Linked DNA regions of Mus musculus: region 1 is linked to region 2. The links are chromatin contacts, called in public HiCAR-type maps. All regions are on one chromosome and are shown on one strand. Each heading gives the region's core, a stretch centred on a gene start, on an enhancer-like site or on the middle of the called end of the contact. The rest is flanking DNA. Distances are from core to core; before and after follow the strand shown.

What was found. HiCAR-type assays count read pairs that join an accessible place to other places.
Region 1: a HiCAR-type map of astrocytes shows a contact between it and region 2, with 4 times the contacts expected there. The contact joins the enhancer-like site here to the promoter of Miga1 in region 2. A contact is called at or near these places in 4 of 39 promoter capture datasets (the 3T3-L1 cell line, the C10 cell line, embryonic stem cells and 1 more) and 2 of 115 datasets of contacts at active chromatin or transcription factors (astrocytes and embryonic stem cells).

The regions. Positions count from the first base shown.
Region 1 is chr3:153,658,493-153,663,389 of GRCm38.p6, reverse strand. The region is part of intron 1 of St6galnac3 (ST6 (alpha-N-acetyl-neuraminyl-2,3-beta-galactosyl-1,3)-N-acetylgalactosaminide alpha-2,6-sialyltransferase 3); the gene reads left to right. Among named protein-coding and RNA genes, the nearest start is that of St6galnac3, 64 kb to the left of the region's middle. Within about 2 kb of position 3,574, at least 29 of the 459 cell types and tissues checked have an H3K27ac peak or open chromatin away from gene starts, as enhancers often do. A contact at or near this core is called in astrocytes and hippocampal neurons, where this site is marked.
Region 2 is chr3:152,337,989-152,343,027 of GRCm38.p6, reverse strand. Miga1 (mitoguardin 1) reads left to right here and starts at 2,621. Exons shown (of 16, transcript NM_174868.4): 1 at 2,621-2,776; 2 at 4,984-5,039.

The DNA of each region.
Region 1 (4,897 bases), core at 2,325-4,824, 1.3 Mb before region 2:
ACATATTTCAAACAGTTTAGTACGTTTCTTCTCAGCCCACTCCATGCTGAGTACAAACTTGTGGAAAGAAGAATTACAACCTAATACCAGTGTGGAGATTTTGTCTGAAAGGAAAGTCTTTTCCACCAGCAAGTGGCTTCAGCTACCGAGGGAAGGAGCCTCTCACTGCTGAGGTGCCCACCGAGGAGGCCTGGGTGAGGGGGCCGCTCATTGCCTGGGGGCAGCTTGAGTAATGCTGAGGAGATGCCAGGCTGGCGGGCCTCTCAGCCTGCTTGGTCGCTTCCTGATTGCTGAGTTGGGGTCACGGGTTCTCTGGGCTCACACTTTCAGAGGTGCAATGTTGAGACTCCACCTCCTGTCTGTCTCCCTAGGGCTGCACCTTGGTAGTATTGAATGCGGTACAGAGCATGCGCACATGAGGACCTGAACTCTAGCTCCCGGGCACCTCCTTACCTCAGTCCATTCAGTTACTCAGTGAGTGGCTCTCTTTACAGTGTACTCACTCAGAGCAGCACGCAGCATCTACAGCGCTCTGCAGATGAACCCAGTTTTCAAAGCTCTGAACCCACATTTGTCACCATCTCTGGCAAAATGCACCAAGAGCCTCTGCGGGTGGCAGAGCGGTAGGGGCATCACAGAGAGGGAGGATAAAGACAGGGCTCCCTGGCCTCACTGAGGGAGGAAAGTCAGAGCAGGGTCAGGATGGCTGCTCTGAGGCCAGGGGGAGGCAGAGTGAACTCCGCATCTTCAAGGAGTGGTGACGCCCTTTCCAAACTCATGATTTAGAGCCGGAAACCGGCACTTGGGCGTTTATTCCTTACATCCATAGGCCCGCTTGGAGCTCAGTCAGGGTTAGAAGGCTCAGCTTTATTCTCTATCCATTCAGTCACTCATTCTGAGAATGTGTTTTACAATATCTGGTGTGGGGTTGATACCCCTTCAAGAGCTCATGAGCAGCAGTGAAGCCTCGCAGGTGGAGGCTCCATCCCTGTCCGTTCTGGGAGAGGAATCTGGAGGTGAGCCCAGGGGAGGGCCTGATGCTTGCTGCTGCTTTTAATAAGAAATGCCTCCTATTTTCTCCTGCAAACTAGTCTGTTGGTCTCGGTATCTTTCTTTCTTGAGAATTTAACCTTGGTGGGAATTATGTCCCAGAACCCTGCAGTTTCTGTGAATCTCAGACGCTAGGTAACGAATGGCACTGACTTGTGACTCATGCTGACAGGTTGTGATGTTTGCAGGAGGCAGCTGGCTCCTTTCCTGGCATCCGGAGGCACCGAGGCTCCCTGCCAAGGTGGATGGGCATGGCATTGTTGGATTTCCAGCTCCCACCAGTGCAGAGCTGAGCCTCTCGGGCTTCACGCTGCTGAAAGCTTTCCTGCATTTTCTTTGTGCTTTTTCCTCCACACAAACCACCTCTGAGTCCACCTGGGCTGCAGAGGGGACACAGGTGGCAGCAGGTGGAGTTGGGGGTGGTGCATCTCCAGGGAAGCCAGAGGTCAAACCAAAACTACTTATTGAGCTGATGGGACCAGTCTTCATCTACCAACCATGGGACCCCATGTTAGGCTTTGGAAAGTGGCTCCTTATCTTGCTCCCCCAAATGTGGGGCTCGAGCCAGTAGCATGGCACCTCCAGGTACCTGGGTACAAACATGGGACCCCGGCACACTGTGACAATGCCCTGAGAGAAACGGCCGAGTCTGTGAGCTAGAGAACAAGTTCTGTGGGCATTGTGAAAACCGGCCCAATGCAGAGTTGCACAGATTCCAAGAGACACGAGAGTTTGGACCCTCGTAAGCCATCAACCTCTCCCAGGGTGGATCAGAAAAGGCTTTCCTTTTGGCATTTCTATTAACTTAGTAGAGGCTGTCTCATGTAGCCAAGGCTGGCCTTGAATTGACTCTGTAGCCAAGGATGTCCTTGAACTTCTAATCCTCCTGCCTCATCCACTGTGTGCTGGGATTTCTATCATGTACATCCACACTTGGATTTGAGGTTTTTGCTTTTAGACTGTCTGCTTGAAAAATGATTGACTTGTGAGCCTGCTGCCTGGTTAGGGAGTGGCATTGGAAACCCTGTGTAAGATAAGTTGGTAAATCAGTGAGATGCGGGTTTCTAGATCTTACCTTTTTGTTTGTTTGTTTGTTTGTTTGTTTTAAAGGGATGGACATCCAAAAGCTGTCACGGTGATCTAATAGATGCAGACTGCTAAGCAGCCAGGCAAATAGAAGCCTGAGTGTTGAGGCACAGGGTGCTGTTGTGTGTCTGTGTGCATGGGCACAGGGTATTCGTTGTGAGTTCCCTGAAGGTGGCCCAACTTTTCAGTGAGACGTTCCTGAGTCTTAGAGGATTCCTGGCATCCTGTCCTCTTTGACTTCAATGGCTCCTCCCCTCCCGCCTCCCTCCTCATGTCCTGTGATGTTCACCCCAAACAAATTGGTCATAAAAGAGTGGAATATGCAGGGTCGGGAAGAATCAAATGTGGTTTTGTTTGTTTATCTGCAGGACGATTGAGAAACTTTTAAATGTTTCCAAAGAGGGGTTGTCTCATTCCTAAACTTATTCCCAGTAGAACTCCTCAGGATATAACCACACAGAGCAGGGTTCCGCAAGACATGCATCCCTCCTCCTCCTCTTCCTCCTTTTCCTCCTCTTCCTCCTTTTCCTCCTCCTCCTCCTTTTCCTCCTCCTCTTCTTCCTCCTCCTCCTCTTCTTCCTCTTCTTCCTTCTTTTCCTCCCCCTCCTCATTTCCTCCTCTTCTTCCTCTTCCTCCTCCTCCCCTCTTCCTCCTGTTCTTCCTCTTCCTCCTCCCCTCCTCCTCCTTTTTTCTGTTCTTCCTCCTCCCCCTCCTTCCCTTCCTCTTCCTCTTCCTCTTCCCCTCTTCCCCTTCCCCCTCCTCTCCCTCCTCCTCCTCCTCCTCCAGCCTCTGATCCCCTTTCTGTCCCATACGGGGTCTTATGCATCCGAAGATGAATCACCCCAGCTGGAGCTAACCTGATGGCTCCCTTTTTCTGCCCTGCCTCTCACAGACATTTCTCAGAGAAGCTCCCTTGGCTCAGTGATGTCTGTGAATCAAGTCTGGCATCCTTGAGCTCATACTCAAGACCCTGTTCTTAGAACAACTTGCTACGGTGTTTCCTAGGTCCCAACTCTCAGTGTTAAACTGTAGCCGCTCCTACCACCATGCTCCACTGGCCCAGCCTGCTGTCTTGCCCACTGATCTGGTCCTGCTGTGGGGCACCTAGGATGACCGATGCTTCAGATGTAGGCTGAGTGAGTGAGCTCACCCGCTGCCTCTGCTCAGGCTCAGGCCTTGCTCTGCTCCTGCCCCCTCTTTCGTTCACCCCTCACCCGTCACCATCTCCCTCTGCCCATCAGAGTCCAACTCTCTAAGAAGCCGTTCTCCCTGGAAGCCTCCTCTAATCGCGACCTCCCCGTGGCTGCTGTTTGTACCAACTTTCACAGTAAGTGCATTCTGTGGTGAGGTTTCTTTTCAGCTGAAAGGGATAATGGAAGATTCCTGTTCGCCTCTTCGCTCACCATGGAGCCTGCTCAGAAAACTACAGCAAACAGAACAGACCCAGCATGTTCTTTCAGCCAGCCAGCTTGGCGGGCGTCTCAGGCTGACAGTGGACTGAGTGGACTGTGCTGAGGCCTCTGTTCCACTTCTTCACGAGCCTTGTGGCGGGGCCTCCTATACTCCAGGGGCTGTTGCTGGGATTTTTATTTCTCTGAAGTTTGTTTCCTTTTCTAAGTACAGTTCTTTGGTAACAAAGGTCCATCACATTAGTAATATGCTCTGGGGATGAATTCCGCCCCGTATGTTCGCAAGGTAAGCATCGTCCTGACTGGGCTAGCCCTTCTTGCCCTGCCTGATCTGCATCCTCTCTGTTCTCCACTTGTCACCTGTGGCTACCTAGGCTGTAGCAGGCAGGCTTGTGCAAGTGTCGTCCACATATTATAACTGACCCGGTCATAGGGAGCTCCAGGACTTGTCTGGTGTGCTGAGTGACATTTGCTGAGGGACACAGCAAGAGGCTAAAGAACAAGGGTCTGTCTGCGGGCTGGAGCTAGCCTGAGATGCTTGCTCTCACGAGTGAGGTGCTGCATGGTGAAAGGGTGACCTACCCGTGCAGCTACAGTGGCAGGACAGTGTGGCACACTGCATTTGGGCTGGGTTGTCTCAGGTCTGACAGCTCCACTGATCCAACGCTTTCTTACAGACTCCCTTTAAGAGCCTCTTTGTGGTTCCTGTCAGGATGGCTCCATCAGTCACCAGCCTGGTGAGCTGCTTTTATGCCCAGTTTCTGGTGTGAAAGCCATGATTCTTTCAAGTTAGCCTCAACGTTCCTCTTTAACCTTTCCCACTCTGTTCCAGCTTACATTCCCCCCTTAATGGTGTTAGGCAAGGCCGACGGCAGACATCAGGCTCCCCACTCTTACCTGTGAGCAGGGCTGGCCATGAGGTTTCTTCATCCTCAGCCTGGGTTGGGTCTTCTTCCCTAATTGCTTTCTGCCGTCTTCCCAGGCACACCTGCCTTAGTGTATCCCTAAGGTGTTAGCCTGTTTACTCTCTTCCACATCCATGGCGTGGTGGATGTAGTGGGGACTGCTGTCAGCTTCCATTGTACAGCCACAGTGGCCTTGCCCTCTGTTCAGTGTATGCGTTGGCAGGGCACTGAGACCTTCCCTTAGGTGTGAATTTGCGTATCTGTAGACTGCATTCACTCGCAACGTGAGTCTCACTTCTGAGTTATCTGGAGGATGTTAATGAAGGGTTTCAGGTGCAGAGGTACGTGTGGTGGCCTCTAGTGGTGGCTGCTCGGTGCAGCAGGTTGGGGGCCAGTAGCTGTGTGGTTGTTTGAGACAGCCCGTGACACATATAGAGCGAGTCTTTC
Region 2 (5,039 bases), core at 1,372-3,871:
ACTGCACCACTTGCTGCTTGCTCTTCAGCATGTGAGCTTGAGCTACCGTTCCAGTCGCCTCCACCTGTGCTCTGCCATCTTTGAACATCTGCAACCATAACACCCAAGTAAAGTCTTTCTTTTATAAGTCCTTGATTACAGTCTTTCATCATGACAATAGAAAAAAATAACCAATACACACAAAAGCTTAAAAAATGAAATAAACACTTACAATTGAGCAAGGGATGTAACCCAGTTGCAGAGAACTTGCCTGGCGTGAAGTCCTAGAGTCTACCCCTAACACTAGGGGCAGGGTGGGACAGGAATCATGATTTCTTTTCTGGGCACTGTAGGCTGTAATTTAAGAATGATGCCTTATCTGTCTCCGTTCTCACTCCCAAATAATCAACACAATGACCTATTTATTACGTATATTAGCAAGCTGTAAGCCCAGGCAGGGGAGGTTCTGAGCTATTCTGCCCAAGGGATCGTCTTCCCAGCCACAGGCCCTTGACCTTCAGTTTGAGGTCCCCGCCCCCTTATCTGCTCCGTATGTGTCCTCACGGCTGCTCTCTCACTGGGACCCTTGGGCTGGGATTGAATGTCCACCCTTCCTATCTCCTCTGCCCAGCCAGATGCTGGCCAGCTCTTTAGTAACCGGTCAGAGATAATTGGAGAGCATCTTTCTACACAGCACCGATGCAGGAGGTGGTTGAGTAATGATAATGCCAGCATCCGGACTGTAACCAGATCTCTGGGCACAGAAATCAGCATCTGAATGCACAGTGCACAAGACCAAACCCCAACAGGGCATGGTATCAACCCCCAGTAATCCCAGCACGCTAGAGTTGGAGACAGGAGGATCAGAAGTTCAAAGTCACCCATGGCTAAGTAGAGAGTTCAAGAACTGTGTGGTATACATAAGACCTTGGCTCAGAATAAGCAGAAGTCACGCTCACAAAGAGAGAATGTGTGAAAGCACGGCGTGGTGGCACACGCTCTTAGACCCCGAACTCAGAAGGCAGAGGCAGGTGGATCTCTGTGAGTTGAAGGCCAGCCTGATCTACAAAGAGAGTTCCAGAACAGCCAGAGCTATGCAGAGAGATGCTGTCTCAAAAAAAAAAAAAAGAAGAAGGAGAAGAAGAAGAAAATATTTGAAATATATATAAGTATATAGAAATATGTAAAGCTTATAAGAGGCATGCATACAAGTATTTATATAATATATATATATACATATATATATATGTACATATACATATATTTCTAGAAAACAGTAACAAAACACACACATACACACAACACCAGAGCAAAATCTCCTTTTCAGAAATTCTTGAGATTGTGTCAGAACTCTAAGCATATCCCACCGAGTCCTAAGTCACCTCCCCACCTCATTCAGGAACCAAGGTCCTCTTTGGTTGGCCTTTGCTGGGGAGGCGACTCCAGGACACTGTCAGCTGGGGCCAGCAACTGATGCAGGTGTTTAAACAGGCGTGATGGCTGCTTTGATGAGAGACGATGTATTTTACATGTTTGTAAGTGTGCAGGTAGCCTTCAAAGCCATCAGAGAACATTCCATCCTCATGGAACCAGAGTTCTGGACTGTTGTGAGCTGCCTGCTGTGGATAGTGGGAATCTTGTACAAGAGAGATGAGCGCTTTTAACTGAGCCAGATCCTTAATGTTTGATTTTTTCTTTTTTTTTTTTTTTTGTTTTGTTTGCTTTTGGAGATAGGATTTTTGTGTGTAGCCTCGGCTATCAGAGTTAGCCTCAGACTCACAGAGATCCGCCCATCTCTGCCTTCTGAGGGCTTAAGGTATGCACCACCACACAGCTCTGATGGTTGATTTTTAACCCTCAATCTAGAATACTTCATTCTTAACTTCATTGCTAGTCTTAGGTTGCTAAATTTAGTGGAAGATTAAAAATAAAAGAATTAAAATAATAATAATGCATCATTTATATATGGTCCATTCATCCTGCCTGTTACCCTCACTTACTTGAGGGCTGAGGGGCTGTGATAGAACTTGCTTGGTTGCTTGGTGGAGGAATTAATTAAACAGCCTCATATGCTCAGCATAAACTCTACCAAGGACCTACATTTCCAGCCCAGAAATTCTTAATTTGGGATCCACGATGGGTTTCTGGGCCTCAAAATGGTGTGCATGTGCGTCTGTGCACCTGTGTGCGGTGTGTGTTTGTAATGTTTACTTTAATAAATAATGTTTGTTTGTTTGTTTGTTTGTTTTGGTTTTTCGAGACGGGGCTTCTCTGTAGCCCTGGCTGTCCTGGAACTCACTTTGTAGACCGGACTGGCCTTGAACTCAGAAATCCGCCTGCCTCTGCCTCCCGAGTGCTGGGATTAAAGGCGTGTGCCACCACGCCTTAGCTCTGGCCATTTTTTATAGGAAAAACCTCCATCGTTTTAGTCAGATTCTCTGAACGGTCCTATAGTCCTAAGAAGTTACCAACTCCTCTGACAAGGTTTATTTATATAAAGGGCTGCCATTCTCCACTGAGCAGCAGGCTAAGCCAGAGCCCACTGCCCTGAACAAACATGGCGGGAGCGGCCTCGCACGTAGCCCCTCACGCAGTCCGCCCGCGGCCCCTCCACTTTCCTTACCTTTGCGTCGTGACCCCGGAAGAACTCCGCCTCCCGCAGCCAGAGGCTGCTAGGTGCGGGCTGCGGCTGGGAGACCGAGGAGGCTCAGGTGCTGGCGGGCGCGGGGCAGAGCGGGCGACGGGCCGGGGACCACACCGCTCGGAGCGCGGGGCCCGCAGAGCGGAGAGAACGGCGGTGAGCGGGGACGGGGACAGCGCGGGCGGCGGGGACCTTAGCAGCTGCCTGGGTGCTGATGACGCCCGTCACGGGGCGGCTGCGGAGAAGCCGTGGCCCGCTCACCAGAATTCTTGAGCACCTGCTCTTTTGGGAGCCGCCCAGACATCTTGTTTTTAGAATGATTGTTTTTATTCGGCCAGCGTCTCACCCTGCAACCCAACAGACTGCGTGTCTGGAACTCACTTCAGAGACCACGCGGGGGCTCCCGCTGGTGGTAATCCTCCTGCCTCAGCCTCCCTAGTGATGGGATTATAGGCGTGACCACTAGCCATCTTGGTTTTACACAGAGCTCACAGGCGATTATTGTTACCAGGTTATTGTCAGTAACGACTACTTATTCCATTGAAATATCTCCTCAGATAACAAGAGGAGTTGTTGCATGCGTGGTCTTAGCACGGGGCAGGTGGAGGCAGAAGGATCAGAGATTCAGGGTCGTTCTCGGTTACCTAGTGATTCCAGGCCTGCCTGGCCAGCATGGAACCCCTCGAGTGTGTGTGTGTGTGTGTGTGTGTGTGTGTACAGCCTCAGAGTTTTAAGTTGTGTATATTCGCACTTCGTGTCATATAGGCTCAGTAGCAGTTCACTTCTTGCTCTTAGAGTCAGAGTTGTAGAATAGAATTTCAGGATGTTAAAAATGAAAACTCCGGTGATTGACACTTTTAATAAACCAGTGCTTGGTGCATGCAAAGAGTGAGGTCATTTGCAGTGATGTTTTATGGTTTCTTTTACAAATTTGAATAGTCATAAAACTGCTTCCATGTTTATTTTCATTATACTTCTGTAAGAAACCGGAACGCCTACTGTGGAAGTTTGTCAGCTAGTGACGATCATGTTTAGATTCAGTTTCCTTGGTGATTTTCAGTAAGAAGAAACGAGGTATCTAGAATTCAAAAGTAAAGGTTTGTCCGGATTCTTTGAGCAAAGTGCTGTGCCAAGCTCAAATAAGCACTTCGTCACTGGTATTTTTTATTTTATTCCTTTAAATATATGAGTGTTTTGCTTGCATGCCCATGCACCAGGTACGACAGTCCGTGGAGTCCAGAGGAGGGTGTGGAATTCCTTGGAACTGGAGTTATAAATGGCTGTGAGCCACCATGCTGGTGCTGAGAATCAGCCCTGGCTCTTGAACAGCCAGTGCTCTGCACTGCCGACCCTTCTCTCTACCCTAGGGTATTTCTCAGTTATGAATGCACACAGTTGTGAGTGGATTTGTACTTTATAAATGCATCTTCTGTGAGCAGCTGGGTGCACTAACAACAGAGAACTCATAATTCTGTAAGTACCCAGACTCTAAAGCCGTGGTTCCATACCCGTGGCTGGTGACCCCCTGGTAGGTCACAGGGGTTGCCTAAGACCATCGGAACACACTGATACCTACATGGTGATTCCTAACAGTTATGAAGTAGCAAAGAAAATAACTTTGGTTGGGGTCACCACAACCAAATATGAGGGACTGTATTGAAGGGTCGCAGCACATTAGAAAGGTCGAGACCCAATGGATTAGGACAGTTGGTCTCCTCATGTCTCCCTCCCCACCCGTAATTCTTTTTTTTTTTTTTAATTTCTTTTTTTTTTTAGATTTATTTATTATATGTAAGTACACTGTAGCTGTCTTCAGACACACCAGAAGAGGGCGTCAGATCTCATTACAGATGGTTGTGAGCCACCATGTGGTTGCTGGGATTTGAACTTCAGACCTTTGGAAGAGCAGTCGGGTGCTCTTACCCACTGAGCCATCTCTCCAGCCCCCGTAATTCTTTTTAAGTTAACAAAGTAATGGTTTTCCTCGTGGAATCCTCATAGACACGTGTACTTATAGGATGTTCTCATTCATTCTGCTTGCTGGCAGAACCTATAGCTTTCTAAGGAAATGTATGAGTGAATCTGAAGGTGAACTCTCCCCTCCTTTCGTCAGCTAGCTGGCTAATTTTGGTCAGGACTGAGTATAAACACACCTCAAGTTCTCCTTTGCTGACTTGGTAATCACAGCTCCAGCTCCGTTACGGTGTCCTGCATGCATAATTAGCTGCAAACGTTTTATTTTTAGTTTAAGTATTTAGTTTCATTTAAACATCTTTTATTATATTTATGTATCGGCTGCTCTTGTGGGCACCCGAGGAATCGAATCAGTTCTCTCATTTTACTTTTTTTTTTTTTCTTTCCAGACAGGGTCTCAGTATGTATCTCTGTCTGGCCTGGAACTCCCCGTGTAGACCACACT